2 separate regions of the Mus musculus genome follow, and region 2 is linked to region 1. A link is a contact called in public promoter capture Hi-C data. All regions are on one chromosome and are shown on one strand. The core of a region is the stretch at or near the end of the contact, and the rest is flanking DNA. Distances in the headings are between cores, read along the strand shown.

Evidence for each region. Promoter capture Hi-C pulls out the DNA fragments that hold promoters and counts their contacts.
Region 2: a contact with region 1 is called in a promoter capture Hi-C map of liver, with 2.0 times the contacts expected there. The contact joins the promoter of Erbb3 here to the promoter of Rdh1 in region 1.

The regions. Positions count from the first base shown.
Region 1 is chr10:127,757,157-127,762,153 of GRCm38.p6, forward strand. Rdh1 (retinol dehydrogenase 1 (all trans)) reads left to right here and starts at 2,607. Exons shown (of 4, transcript NM_080436.3): 1 at 2,607-3,094. The coding sequence starts at 2,782.
Region 2 is chr10:128,586,563-128,591,559 of GRCm38.p6, forward strand. It overlaps Erbb3 (erb-b2 receptor tyrosine kinase 3), which reads right to left and starts at 3,073. Exons shown (of 28, transcript NM_010153.2): 1 at 2,858-3,073. The coding sequence starts at 2,939.

The sequences.
Region 1 (4,997 bases), core at 1,357-3,856:
CAGGCCTTCAAGGCCATCCAGACCTTCACCTCCTTTCCCAGGGAAAAAGACCGGACATAGTCCAGTAGATCGAAGCAGGGACTGGGGCACAGTCCAGTCATATTGCATGGATGCCATGAGATAAAGGCTTCACTCCTCTGCTTCATTGTCTTGGCTGTACTGAAATGAGGCCTCACCAGGTAGCTTGTCTCAAACTCACAACCATCCCGCCTCTGCCTGCCAAGTGCCGGAATGATAGACCCGTGTCCCCAACAGGAAGTACATCAGTTCAGATGTGGGTTCCCATACCTGGCTTAGAAGGACATTGAGGGCTAGAATCTGATTTGAATTATCAAGTGTAGCCCAGACCTTTACTAGCTTTGGAGTATGAAGATTCCCGGGCATGGGGAAGTATACCCTTATAATGGAGAGAATGGACATCTCGGGGAGGGCCTGGTGTCCAGGTGACAGATCCCAAGCTAACACCTGTGTCAAGACTGAAGCGCTTGAGACAATCAGGCGAGAGGCATGGCCCTTCCTAGATACTGGTTTCTTGTCTTAGAAAAACAAGATTTAGTTTTCTTTATATGTATGTGGTATACCGTGTGGGTGGCTAGAAGAAGGTATTACAGGAGTTGAAAGTCACCCAAGATGGGCGCTGGTGACTGAATTTGGGTCCTCTGAAAGAGCAGCGAGTGCTCTTAACTACTGAGTCATCCCTGTAGCCCCAGACACTGGTTTCTTGCCCCTCAGCAAAATCTTCATCTTCCCCTGATTAAAGGACGGAATGTTGGGTAAACACGAGCAGGAGAGAAGTCAGTCAGAGTCATGAACTCCTGACTTCTGTCTCTGTCCACTCCTTTGGCTCCCTGAACCCTCTTCGTTCTGCCTCCTGTGGGATGTGGCATCCTGTTCCCCATCCCAGAACTCCCCATGGAAGGTCCTATGGAATCCAAACTGTGACCCTGTCTCATGTCTCCTGAGGGGAAATGCCTTCCTCAATGTCCTGCCAGGATATACATACCACCTTTCCAACTCTTGGAGCCTGGCTGAAGTTCAGGTCCTTGTACAACTGAGGCTTTCTGTTTTTAGAGTGTCTGAGGAATCTGGGTGTGTGTGCAAGAAAGTCCCAGAACAGTAAGGAAGAGGACAATGTTGGCACCCAAGGCTGATGCTGTTGAACAACCAAGCCTTAGTCCATGAGGACCAGTTCCCAGGTGCTATGAAGTCTAAGAAAGGCAGACAGGCCAAGGAGGACTCCAACTGTGTTTTAGCTCTTTCTGTGATAACATGACCAAATGCCTTGCAGAAGCGCCTTAGGGAGGAAGATATATCTTGGCTCACAGTTGCAGGGTACTCAGTCGGCTGGTGTGGGAAGCCGAGGCAGAGCCACTGTTCTTGGTCATTTACAGGAAGTAGAGGGACCGGAATCGAGGGTAGGGGCTATAACCTACAAATGCCCACCACAACTAGTGACCATTTTTCCTTTGCCAGTCTCATCCCCTAAAGATTCCTCAGCTTCTTCAGCCTGCACCAGTGGCCGAGAGACCAGTATTTAAAACAAGAGCTGGGATGGAGACATTCCAAATTCAGGCAGGTCCCTGGTACAGCAACCTATGGCAAAGCTCAACATAGTGCTCGAGGGGTTTGTTAACTTACATTTCCCCGGGAAACTATGCAGGAAAAACTGGCTCATGTTAATCAGAAGCAATCATGGTTCTTAGAGCTCAATATGACTCAGTCATGTCAAGCTAAACCCATACAGTTGGGGAGGGGCTTATACACACCATTCTCTCCTCTGCCAGTAGTTCTGGGGGTTTCCATTCATGGGCACTCCCAGACCCCCTCCCCTTCCTTTCCTGTTTTATATCCTGTGTAGTTCTTTGCCAACTTGACACAAGCTAGAGTTGTCTGGGCAGAGGAACCACACCTGAGAAAATGCTAAAGTCAGATCATCTATAGGGCACTTTCTGGAGATGGGAGGGCCCAGCTCACTGCAGGTGGTTCCACCCATGATGGAATATGCAGGCAGGCTAGGTGAGATACGGAAAGCAAGCCAGTCAAAAGAGTTCTTCCACGGCCTCTGCTTCAGGTTCCGTCATGATAGACCATAAACTGAATTAAACAAACACTTTCACTGCAAGTTGCTTTGGTCATAGTGTTTACCATGTCAATGGGAAGCAAACCAGGACAGTTTATCTTTGAGGTCAGATGCCACATTTGTGACCTTCACTCCCCAGTCCCAGACAAGGCAACTGATACCTTCTTGCCCTCTCTTATGGCATTAGTTTCCTGTGCTCCAGCAAGGAATGACAGTGATTTAGTCTGCCCAAGGAAATGAAATGTTGAGAAATGAATTTTGTTGTAAATTTGTCCAGAGTCCAAGGCTACATTTGCAATAGTGTTCTACCTATGCTCAGATGGGGCCATGGGCACACAGAGCCTGAGCCTGGGCCTTGACGGATGTGGGCCATGAGTCATTAGGCTTAGACGATCTCACACACTTAAGAGGGAAGAAATGAGTGGACCAATTAGAGAGGTGTTTTTTAAGTAGGAGGTGCCCAGGGGCATTTGCTTATCAGCACAGAAAATCAGCTTAAGGACTGGAGAAGTGGAGCAGGATTAAAGGAAAGAAAAGCAAGTTCTAGAGAGAGACAATCAGAGAGGAGCAGATCAGAGAGGAGCAACTGTCATACTTGCCAGAAGTCTGTAGGCTATGCTGCCTGCCACAGTTTTTTGCATTCCTATTACTCTCTGAAAACGGGGCAGGCTCATTTTGTCCTGAAAGCAGCTGTGTAAACCATGTGGCTCTACCTGGTTGCACTGGTGGGCCTGTGGACGCTCCTGCGCTTCTTTAGGGAGAGGCAGGTGGTGAGCCATCTCCAAGACAAGTATGTCTTCATCACGGGCTGTGACTCTGGCTTTGGGAACCTGCTGGCCAGACAGCTGGACAGGAGAGGCATGAGGGTATTGGCTGCATGTCTGACGGAGAAGGGAGCCGAGGAGCTGAGGAACAAGACATCTGACAGGCTGGAGACAGTGATCCTGGATGTCACCAAGACAGAGAGTATTGTGGCAGCCACTCAGTGGGTGAAGGAGCGTGTTGGGAACAGAGGTACCACTGAGATTCCTGTCTGTGTTGCTGGTTTGTCTCCCTGTTTGAAGGGGGCCTCCCCTTTATACTCCCTGGCCAGATCCCTAATGGGGCTTGGGGGCCCTGAAGTAACCCAGTACATCACCTGAGTACTCTCTCTCTTCCCTCTCCAGCCCCTACCTTCTGTCTCCCAAGTGCTCTGGTCTTGGTAAGAAGGTGCCCTGGTGAGGACTTACCCCTTCACATTCCTGTCTCTGCTCTGTCATCTTTTCTATGCAGAAAATCTAGATTGCTGGATGCCGCCTGTCACGTTAGAGCAGGGTACCTTTTGGAGCAGAGGATGGGACTTGGCCCTGGGCTGTGTGTGCAGGACATCTGGAGCCATGCTGGGGTGGATCACTTGAGTCAACAGCATACCTGCTCTTACCTTTCAGCTGTGTCCTCTGTGAAGGGAGACATGATCGTTCCGTGTACAGAGCAGGCCAGAGCAGCTTAAGGACTGACTTGGGGGACTAAATACTAGGAACGGGGTTGCTCTTCTTTGAATATTCTAGTAGTTAGGAAAAAACAAAAAACAAAACGGAGTGGTTTAAAGGAACCTAAGAATAAATAGAAAACATAGTCATTGTTCAAAACACTAGAGAACAGAAGAAATGTTAACTTGTGATCCACAACCTTGTGATCCACCCACCCAGTGGGTAAAAACTAGTAACACTTTGACCTGTATGTGTTAAAGTGAATACATTGTTTTCTCTTTAAAAAGGTGAGGACTTTTTAACCACTTCAATAACGTTTCTTTGAATGACAATATCTAATGAACTAGAAAATCCTAACCTTTAACAATACCCCACTGTTTTAACTTTTGAGTCAGAAACTCCCATTGTTTAGTACATTTATGTTTATGTTTGCTTCTTTTTTTTTTTTTTTTTGTCTCTGTAAGACAGGGTTTCTCTGTGTAGCCCAGGCTGTCCTGGAACTCACTATGTAGACCAGGCTGGCCAAGGTCTACCTGCCTCTGCCTGTGGAATGCAGGGACTAAAAGTAGTGCGCCACTGCTGCTGGGCTTGAGACAGGATCTCTATACAGAGCTGGCCTTGAACTCATGATCTTTCTGTCTCAGCCTCCTTTGCATGGGGATTGCAGGTATGTGTTGCCACCCCCAACTTGTTTCCTACATTTATGGTCATAAGTAGTATTCTTGTAAGCAGTTTTAGTAAACGTGTTTTAGGATTCTAAGAGTAAAGCGTCTTGGTTAAACAGTTTACATCTCTCTCTAGAAGGGCAAGGTATGATTTTTGGACTGATAGGGCACGCGGTTTTTGGACCAATTTTTCTTTTGGTTCTCTTTCTTTCTTCCTTCCTTTCTTTCTTTCTTTCTTTCTTTCTTTCTTTCTTTCTTTCTTTCTTTCTTTCTTTCTTCCTTCCTTCCTTCCTTCCTTCCTTCCTTCCTTCCTTCCTCTCTCTCTCTCTCTTTCTTTTTTTTAAAGATTTTTATTTATATGAGCACACTGTAGCTATCTTCAGACACCCCAGAAGAGGGCATCGGATCTCATTACAGATGGTTGTGAGCCACTGTGTGGTTGTTGCTGGGAACTGAACTCAGGACCTCTGGAAGAGCCCACAGTGCTCTTAAATGCCAAGCCATCTCTCCAGCCTGGACCAATTTTTCAAAGTTAGCAAGCACCACAGTTGCCTTATGTCGCTTAGTTGACCCTGCACGGTGGGTAAAAGTGAAGAGATGCTGTTGAGGGCCACAGCACTTACCAGGTGGCTGCTGGGGATTTGTAGTTTAGTGACTAGACAGACACTCGTCTGTGTCCTGTGGGAGAATGGAGAGAGAGAGAGAGAGAGAGAGAGAGAGAGAGAGAGAGAGAGAGAGAGAGAGAGAGAGAGAGATATGTTTTCTGAGGCAGAGGGTGGGGCT
Region 2 (4,997 bases), core at 1,823-4,322, 830 kb after region 1:
CCTCTCCTCCTCAACGGAGGCACTTACTTCTCTGCCCCCATCCTGCCTCTCTCTAGGCCCTGGAATAAACATCTCTTTGGGGCTAGCACACAGCCCCTATTGTGTCTACAGAGGGTGGGATGGGGGCAGAGGGTGGGGGCAGTGCCTGGGGCCACAGTTCAGCCCACAATGAAGCAATTCTATCCAGGAGGAGGGGGCTGCCCCACCCTGCCTCAGACACCCCATCCTTAGCAGCACCCCCCTCTCACCCTGGAGCTTTGGCCTCAGAAAAGTGACCTCACTGGAGGGAGAAACCCTGGTAGTGGGGTGGGGAGGTGGGGTCAATGGGAGCTTTGTCTTTAAAGCTGGATGATAAGGAACTGGTGGCCTCCCCTCTCCTAAACTCTGGTTTCCCTTCTCACTCCCTTCCCCTAAGCCAGCATGCTCCAGCTCCCCCGGCAGCAGGCATCCCTGTGCAGTCCCGAAGTGCTTTTCACCAAACAGAGAGGTCTGGAGAGAAGCAGAACAGAGCCTCCACTCCCAAGCCTTCTTCCCAATTTCACTGCCAGAAGGATTCTTTAAAGAGACTGCTAACATGGCAGTGCTCCCCAATAGACACTCCAGGGGAGAGAGCCCAAAAGAGAGGCCAGTACAGTACATTTCAGTTCTTGGGCTTTCACTTTCCTCCCTGGAGCTCTAAGTATCTTTCCTCTGGCGCAGTAAGAGCACGTGGGGAGGGTGGGGGTAAGGGGTACACCACCAACCACCTGTTCTAACCACCCTTCCCTGAGGCGGGGCAGGAGGCAGAGAGCGAGTCAGAGGCCTCAGCTTCTCCTGTTAGATCTATGTCTGGTCTGACCCCTTCTTCTAGATCCTCTTCCTTATCCTTTCTTCATATGATGGAAGGAGTGGGCCAGTTCCAGCAAGGAGGCATAAACAAGCTAGACTCTCCTAGAGAAATCTGGGAGCTCCAGGGTCCTTGGGGTGAAATAAACGCCTGGGAAGGTTAGTCATTTCTGGAAGTGCCCCACCCCTGTCCCCTTCCTGGCAGGACACCCCTCTTCCAAGTTAAGGTGCCAACCCTTCTCCTCAGATAGGGGAGGAGCTAAGATATCTGCATAGGGAAATGATGTGTACCTGTGCGTGCATGCTGGCACACAAACACGTACACAGTTACTCTGGTGCAGAAATATATATTGTTTGCCCCTGGGGCCCCGAGTTGGGAAGTTTTACAAGTGTCCAGTCCATCCCACCTGCCCACAATGCCTTGCACACTTTGTGTCTTGTGCTTTGCAAGGCCCTACAGGTCTGTCTCGGTTACCTGCCACCCTTAGGGTAAAGTCCACATTTCACAAACAGGGGCAAAGGGCCTGGGTAGGACGGGAGTATAAACAACTACCCAGGAGGAACCAGGCAACTTGGGGCGCACAGGAAGCAGCGAGAACTGCGGGTGGGTGTGGGGTGGACCACACTCACAGAGGAGCAAAGGCTCAAAGTCAGAACCTTTCTCTGTGGAGAGCATTGACTGCGCAGACCAAGAACCTCCAGCCCTCAGAAGCCCCAGCCACACACACAAGGGGACAAAGGGGCTATACAAGGCTTGAGACAGGGCCGGATGCCCAGAGGCTCAGGATGGAGATAAAGGATAGAGAACTAAACATGCCTGCTCCCTGCCTCTTGAGGAGGGTGGTGGGAATCTTGGACTCTTGGGTTCCTGGTTGGTGGGGGCACAGTCAGATGGGACAGTGATCCAGTCACTCCCCTGGCCCCTCCCACTTCAGTCTCCAGACCACCCCCTCCACCAGCTGGGAGTGTTCACATCTCAAGATCCCAGGGGCTAAATTTAGGCCCAGCAACTGTGGGGGAAGCACAGGTGGTTTCTCCCACTCCCACTCTGGGGAAGGGGCAATGAATGTGCCAACCCCAAACTGAGATCTGGGGATCTGGGAAAGGGGAAAGATCAACAGGACTCTAATGATACCAATTCTAGTGCTCTTCAAGTGTCCATAGTCCCAGAGACACGGAACAGGCTCAGATGGCATTGAATGGGGGAAGGGCAGAAGTTGGGTCTAGGAGCCAGTTCACAGAGTAGAATGTTCAGAAGGTGGGAGAGGTGGCCTTAGATTGGAGAGAGAAAGAGGTCTGATTGTCCTTTCTTCCAGAGCTCCAGCTTAGGGTATATAACCTGGAAATAGTATAGTATGTAATAGATGCCCAACATGTTCACTGAATTAACCTGGGTCTTGATAAAGAGAAGTTGGTTAAGTTGGGGACCGGTTTATCTTATGGGAAAGCAGGCAGTCAGCCTCTGTGAGACCTCTCACTGATGTCACCTGGACTTGGCCCTCAGGTTAATCTCAGCCTTCTCAGGACAGCCCCACTCACGGAAGAGGAGGTGCCATTCTTGTTTTTCCAACATTAGAAAACAACAACTTCAAACCCTTGCATAGCCCCGCCCTGTCGGCAAAACAACGAAACTGGGGGTTGTTGAAACCTGGAATGGGGTGGGGGCCAGGGAACCTGAGAGCAAACGGAGACCCTTTCAAGCCAAGGCTCCTTACGTTTACAGAAGGGTCCCTGCCCACCCTCCTCCCAAGACTCTCAAGTGTGAACTACTGTTCGGCACCAACCAGATCAGAATAAAACCAATTAGAGGGTCGGCGACGCCCTGGGAATAAGGGTAGGCATACAGGAATGCAGTCCCTGACCAGCCCACTCCAAGAACTGAGGCACACGGTCCCCTCCTTGGTGGTCCGAGCAGACCCTGTACCGCACCCCCCAGTTCAAAGCGTCAGAACCCAAACTCCTTGCCCAGGGTCTGCGAGCGCTCAGATTGCGCCCCCAGCTTCCAGCCTGCTGGGGCTCCCGCGCGGCTTACCTGCCTGAGAGTTGCCCATCTCGGAACCCCGGGCCAGGCTGAGAAGGAAACCCAGCACCTGCAGAGTCCCAATCGCACTCATGATTACAGTGGAGGGTGAAGGGAGCCCAGCCGAGTCTGGCCCGGGGCCCCCAAGATTAGGAGGACATCCAGGCGACAGCCACCTGAACAGCCAGCGATTAGGTGGCCGCGGCGGCAGCGGAGGTTGCAAACTGCAACCGGAGCCGTAGTCGGAGTCCGGAGCGGGACGGCAGGGGAGGGTGTCTGTCTGGGAGGGAGGGAGGAAGGGAGGGAGGGAGGGAGTGAAGGGGGAAAGGGGTGAGTCACGGCCGCGCCCCCTCCCGTGCGAGGCTGGAGTCCTGATGGTTGTAGCCCGAGACACCCGCCCAAGCGTGCCCCGCCAGCCCACAGCTTGGCCAAGAGGGTCAAGGAGGGGTCTCACTCCAGCAATTTCCCCCGGAGATGGTTAAGAGGAGATCAAGATTCCAAACGTCCCCAGGCGGGGGAAAGGTAGTGAATGCGCGTAGGGAGAGCGCTCCGAAGCCCAGCCCCCAGAAAGCTGGCCTCGCCCATTAACCAAATCACTCAACTCCCCTAGCCGGTTGGATCACTTGAGGGATTTTTTTTTTCTTTCGGAGTGTGAGTATTTCTATTTTTTCGAGTGGGAGGTTGTTTTTCAGCCTAGCGTTCATGCCACCTCAGTTTCCCCGGGACGCAAAGCCCCGTAACTCATGTACCCAGCTCGGGAACCCGAGCCCCGGAGGCTGCGTGAAATCGCACTGTCTCCGGCCGCTTCCTCCTGCAGACCCGGCGCCGGCTCGGCCTCTCGGGGGGATTTGCCTGGGGGGCGGGGGCGGTTTCCAGCCTGGGAACAGACCCCGGAGTCCGCCTTCCCACTTCTGCCCGGGGAGGGGCTCCCGCACCTGTCGCCGTCCCCTCTGCTGCCCCCCACGGCCTCCCGAGAGAACAGCTGTCTCTGAGGGACCGACCGCGCCGTCCGGACGGCCGCGGTTCCCGCCTCTCCTCCGCGGACCCCAAAGGGCACAGCAACGCTCACCCCGGAGGCGACAGCGAAGAGGGGCGCGGGGAAGTCACCGCACATGACCCCCGGGACCCTGGGTTGCTTCGTCCCGGACGGGTCCGACTGGCGCCCCCTGGTGCCCAACTCCTTACATTTCGCATCCCTTACATTGGCATTCCAAGATTTTGCCCTGAGAATTTATGGTCCCCTCCCCCTAGGCTAAGGCTATCAGCTACACTCCTTTCTTCTCTTTTGTTTATTTTTTGGTTTTGAGACAAGGTCTCATATAGTTCATATAGCTCAGGCTGGCCTCGAATATATTATATGGCTGAGACTGTTGGCTTCCACCTCCCAAGTACAGATGTGCGCCACCATATCCGGCTCTCCTGCTACAATTTTTAAAAAAATTTGTTATCATTCCTGTGTGTATGATCGTTCGCGCTATGATATGCGTATGGAAGCTGGAAGACAACTTTGGGGGAGTCGATTATCGCTTTCCACTTTTACCGGGGTTGTGAGATGGAACTCAAGTCAACAGGCTTTCTCTGCAAACCCATTTAGGTATCTGTAGAGGCCAGAAGAAGTCGTTGAATTCCTCGTAACTGGAGTTACAAATTATTGTGGGCTGCCATGTGGGTCTAACCCTGGTTCTTTGGAAGAACAAGTGCTCTTAAACACTGAGTCATCTTTTCAGGTTCCCCCATACCTCACCCTCTTGCAATGATTCTTTAAACTTGCTAATGAGCCGAGCATGGTGGCACACGCCTTTAATCCCAGCATTCAGGAGGCAGAGGCAGGCAGATTTCTGAGTTTGAGGCCAGCCTGGTCTACAAAGTGAGTTCCAGGACAGCCAGGGCTACACAGAGAAACCCTGTCTCGAAAACAAACAAACAAACAAACAAACAAACAAAAAACTTGCTAATGTATGGATGTGTTTATCCACTCTTGGCCTTTGTGGACCTCCTATGTAACAGTTTCACTAGTAAAAGCAATTAATGGAGGTAAGCTGAGGCAGGAGATCAGCACTTTTAACAACTTATCATCCTGAAAAACTTAGGGAAACACTGTCTCAAAATAGAAGCCTGGAAGTAAGGCGGGTGTTTGCCTAGTATTCCTGAG